Linked DNA regions of Salmo salar: region 2 is linked to region 1. Evidence: chromatin contacts called from public Hi-C data. All regions are on one chromosome and are shown on one strand. The core of a region is the stretch at or near the end of the contact, and the rest is flanking DNA. Distances in the headings are between cores, read along the strand shown. Region 1 holds the start of LOC106572158 (beta-citrylglutamate synthase B). Region 2 holds the start of LOC106572151 (large neutral amino acids transporter small subunit 1).

What was found. A called contact is a pair of places that touch in the nucleus more often than the background predicts.
Region 2: a contact with region 1 is called in a Hi-C map of gill, with 3 times the contacts expected there. The contact joins the promoter of LOC106572151 here to the promoter of LOC106572158 in region 1. A contact is called at or near these places in 2 of 3 Hi-C or Micro-C datasets (gill and muscle).

What each region holds. Positions count from the first base shown.
Region 1 is chrssa15:73,588,034-73,590,606 of Ssal_v3.1, forward strand. LOC106572158 (beta-citrylglutamate synthase B) reads left to right here and starts at 1,305. Exons shown (of 5, transcript XM_014146065.2): 1 at 1,305-2,224. The coding sequence starts at 2,062. LOC106572160 (a long non-coding RNA gene) reads right to left here and starts at 1,215. Exons shown (of 2, transcript XR_001321066.2): 1 at 944-1,215.
Region 2 is chrssa15:73,817,800-73,820,372 of Ssal_v3.1, forward strand. LOC106572151 (large neutral amino acids transporter small subunit 1) reads left to right here and starts at 1,300. Exons shown (of 12, transcript XM_014146044.2): 1 at 1,300-1,711; 2 at 2,169-2,560. The coding sequence starts at 1,633.

The sequences.
Region 1 (2,573 bases), core at 55-2,554:
AACCTATACGACCAGTCGATTGATAGACCATTTGTATTCTGTAAAATAAAGCTCATAACAGAGCATTTCAGATCTGTTTGTTTTTAAGCGTCGACAATAGCCTACAAAAAATAGTATCGTTGAAATTGTTAGAAAAAGCCTACAAACTAACGACTCTGACGTCCTCTACCAGCAAAACTATGCGAGATCTTGTTTCTTGAAATCATATAGACTATTGACGTCCTCTACCAGTAAAACTATGCGAGATCTTGTTTCTTGAAATCATATACACTATTGCTTTTGCGAGGATAAATAAGCTTCGGACCGTTACAGCAAAGATTACTGGTAACTAACCCAAGATATTTAATCAGGGTCGTTTCTAATGAGAGCAAACGAAGGCAAGCAAGCATAGTGGGGAGAACAAGCAAGGAGGTGGAGAGAGTTAAGCACGAGCTAGCGAGATCCTATTGGCGTAATTTAGCATGTAATTGCATATTTTCGTTAGGTAACGCCTTCTCCGTGAAGCAAAGGCGTTCTCTCGATTCGCCCTTGAAATCCTTCTAAACAACATTTCTTGAAACTTTGGCAAAAGGTCGAGTCTACAAACCTTAGTGCAATCTGTTCGTAACAGAATATAGTTTTGGGAACCGAAAATTCTACTGAGATCAAATGTTTAATCGATGAGAAAATTAGTTTCCCGCCACTGGACTTCCTTTCATCACCATATTTGGTGGTGAGTGGATGCTCTAAACGGATGCTTCAGATGTATACATCCTGTGAGACATCTGGCTTCTTTCTTTTTTTGTTTATAAACTGTCGGCCAGAACTAAAGTCTCGCATAATTGGTCAAATGCTAGTCTGTCCGGCAGAGATTTGCTGTCGATCAACGTTTCGATTAGGCTACAGCTAGCTAAGAAAAACAGTTTGACCATCCGATTGTTGAAGCTATGTTATAATTCCTTACGTTTCAGCATCACAACATGGAGACAGAGGCGTTAGTATTCACCAAACCTCCCAGCACCCGGTCTGAACCGGTTCGGGTGATGCGCAAACTCGTGATTCTGAGTCCCCCCCTCTGTGCTGTAGCTTGTATGACATGCACTAAATCACAGCATTAGCGCGCCCACGTTGGCCACACCCCTGTGTTAATTCACGCATTGTCATTGGCTCACTTGTCTTGCGAGCCTCCACAGCGTCAGCATCCTGATTGGACAATAAAACCGATTGCACTCGTTCTCGTCCGGTGCCTCGGATTTCACTTTAGAACCAATAAAATTGTATAAAATACGCAAACTCCGCCCATAGAGCTTAAACGAAAGCACATACTTCAGTGACCGTTGGTTTATAAACTGCGATTGGTCGATATTATGGCATAAACTCGATTATCATTGGCCATATATTGTCCGGGAACGAGGAAAATTGAGTCGTAAACGAGGCGCGTGCTTGAAAGAAAACGCAGGACTGAAAACAAGCGTGCACCTTTTCAGCACCGATCCTCGTGGATAGCGGTACAGGGCCATTCCACCAATTAATCAGACCAGACAAGCGTGGGGATACGAGCAGCATTGGTTTCTTCGATAATCATAGAGCTACCACAATTGTGTTATTCAGCCAAGCGGCTGCGGTGTTCACTGGATAGTAGCTGTTGAGTTCCATGAGCGGTGGATTCGAAGCAAAACGGCACAAGCTTTGTTTGCCCTAAGGGCTGCAAGAGCAAGGAGTCATAGCTAATACTGCTACCAGTATTGTTTTTAGAAGGGAATAATCTGTGGTGCTCATTGTGATTCAGCGGGTTCTTGGATCGAAAGGGACCAGGAATAACGGCCTGCAAATGAAGGGAAGCAAGTGGAAATCGAGTAATTAATCGACCATTAAAAGAACAGCCTTAATCGTGGTGTTTGATTTTTTTAGCCACATTGCTTGTTCGTGTAGCTGCACTCTATTGTGTGAGCATCTTTGTATTATTCGCGTCAATCTCTGACTAGGATCCCGCGCTCTCGTTCGCCCGCCCGCCACCCTCTCGGCCACAGCGGTGTGTATTCGGTACTATTTTCAATCGGCACGACACAGTTTGATATAAATATGTGTTCTCGGGTTTGGTTTGTGACCGACCGGCGTATCCACCAGGAGTATCCGCAAGTCCAAATCCTTCGGGCTCTGAAACAGCGATGCGCCGAGGAGGATGTTGAATTCCGCTCTCTTCTCATGGACCAAATCGTGCTCACCATCAGCGAGGGACAATTAGGCAAGTATCACTAGATTTGAAGTGGCACATCTACCACCGTACTAATAGTCATGTCATTTTTCAACTGTTTTGAATTTGGGGTTAATCGTGTATTCTTGTTGTCTATGGTGGGGTGTATTTCAGTGTAGTATTATAGCACTAGCGAGCCTAGCAATAGCAGGTATTGTTCCGCATCGAAACACACACACACACAACTTGCTAGCGCGAGCTGCTGGCTAGCTAGCTAACTCTGTGACGTGACCGCCTAAACCTAGGTAAAATGTGTTTACATTGGATTTGTGGCTTTCTTTCGTCAATAGCTATTGAACCAAGCATGCAATGACTATTAGAATGGTATATTATGAACCAG
Region 2 (2,573 bases), core at 50-2,549, 230 kb after region 1:
TAATCATAATTTTACTCAGAAAAATTAATTAATTGGAATCAAAACAAATGAGGTGATTGTTGTTTGAGTAACAATCATCACAAAGATGTTGAGAAATTTACTGAATAGGTTAGTTTAAAGACGACTGTTCTTTTTTCCTATAGGCGCTGTCTCTTTAAATTTACCCATGATCCTTTTAGAATTTTGCTCTGGATTTAGGAAGTAATTTTAGAATTACAACTCTTACAATATTATTTGTCAGTAAGTCTTTGCAATGATTGCTCAATGTTGGAAAAGGGGATCCTATGACCCTAAAAATCCTACTTCGATAGTTACACACCGTTAGTTAAACCTGTGTTACTACTTCAACCTTTATAAATATTTTAGTCGCCAGTTAACATACGGGCATTCAGAAGGCTTGTTGACTAGGCTACTAGCTGAGAACGAAGTTTCTCCATTCTCGCCTAGGGGAAAGTCCCCGGACACATGGCAGAAAGTGCCCTGCGTTGGGTCGCAGTTACTCGGCTTGTGCGTTACCATTTGTAGCTAAGATGTTCCATGGAACGGAGCTTGGTACTCACGAGTCTCCTTTGTCAGTGCGATAGATATGCAAGTAATACTAGCGCATGAACAGAACGGGGCTCATTCTCAGAATGCATTTTTATGAAAATGTACCATTGGTGAAAACATACTTATGCGAGCAGCTTGGATGTAGCAAAACAGAAATGACCAGCAAACAAGCACAAGCATAACCACATTATCTATGTGAATGCATATGTTAGAGTGCCATCTAGTGGACATAAGTAAAACACACACAGCTTGTATATACTCAGAATATGACAGCCAGGGTTTCAATGTCTTATTCAATCATCACACGTATCCATATATTATTAGGGCTTAAAATGTTTGGTTACCTCCATATTATTATCCATTGTAGTCATTGGTTAGGTCTAAAGCAGGTCAAAGAGTAAGAAGCAAGGATTGTACCCCAAGGGAAATACAGTAGCTCTCTGTATGTATTTGGACAGTGTTTTTTAAGCTTTATACTCCATCAAATAAATGTTGATCCACTCTATTTGACCCATTCTATTTTCCCCATTAATCGTTCAGCAAGGGAGAGAGAACAAAGACATTGGATTTCCCCATCATGGCCACTAGATGGAGTGCCGGAGCTTTTGCATCCTTTGTCCGTGTGTCACGCTCGCATCAAAGTACATGCCACACACATGCACGCACGCACACACACACGCCCCAAAATCTGACAATGACCTAGTTCCACCCTCTCTGAGCTGAGCTCTCTATCTCTCCCATCATTCATCATAAGTGGGCGTAGGCTAGGTAGCAGCATCACTATCACCACATCAAGCACCACACTAGGTCTGCTGCCTCCTCTCCTGCACTACAGTAGTACACTGGCGAGAGGGAGAGAAAGGGGATGAGAGATAGAGGGAGAGAGCGAGAGAGAGACAAAGTGTATGAGAGAGAGAGCGTGTGAGAGTAAAAGAAGGAGGTAGACATTGGAGGAGAGAGAAAGAGAGAGGTGTGAGAAAGATAGAGAGAGAGAGAGAGAGACAGCTGAGGGGAAGGTAGGGAGGAGGAAGAGAGCAAAAAGAAAGGAAGGAAAAGGAGAGAAGGGGGCTAAAGGAAGACAGGATGGCAGAGCCAGAGCTGAAATCACAGAGCAGCCTGGAGAGCTTGAAGAAGGCAGCCGAGGGCCAAGAGAAGATGGAGGGTAGGTACACCGCTACAGAATAGCACACACACACACACACACACACACACACACACACACACACACAGTAGCCTAGCCTAGACACCACATGGTGCAGGGTTGCATCAGTCGCTCATAGGCTGCTGCATGATCTGGTGCAGCAATATATATATATATATGTATGTATGTATTTGGTCATGCACAGCTATCAGGCTATTACTCAGTGAGGTGGTATGGGGGTCAGCTAGGGTTTTCTAATGTAATGTGATTTCTTGCAGGGATATGTTATGACCCCCCCCCCCCCATGCTGCTTGCATCCTCTTACTTTCCCTTTATGGCATATTTGCATGTAAAATCCATGTGCTACTCAACTCCTGAACTATCAGTGTGCCAACAATCCCTTCTCGTGAACTCTCCTCTGTACCCCCTTCTTCCCCACCCTCTCCCCCTTCCCCCCCACCCGTTCCTCCTCCTGCAGCTGAGGCGGTTCCGGACAACCCAGACAAGCCTCCTTCGCCGGACAAGCCTCCATCCAAGCCTCTGTCCCAATCCACCATTACCGACACCGGCACCGTGGCAGCCACCACCCCTACTGCCGATGCCTCCTCCCCAGCCAAGGCAGCGGGCGGCAAGATCGAGCTGAAGCGCAGCATCACGCTCTTCAACGGTGTGGGCATGATCATCGGCACCATCATCGGCTCGGGCATCTTCATCACGCCCACAGGGGTGGTAAAGGAGGCTGGCTCGGCCGGTCTGTCGCTGGTGGTGTGGGCCGTGTGCGGTGTGGTGTCCACCATGGGCGCCCTGTGCTACGCCGAGCTGGGCACCACCATCACCAAGTCGGGTGGAGACTACACCTACATCCTGGAGGTACATGTGTGTG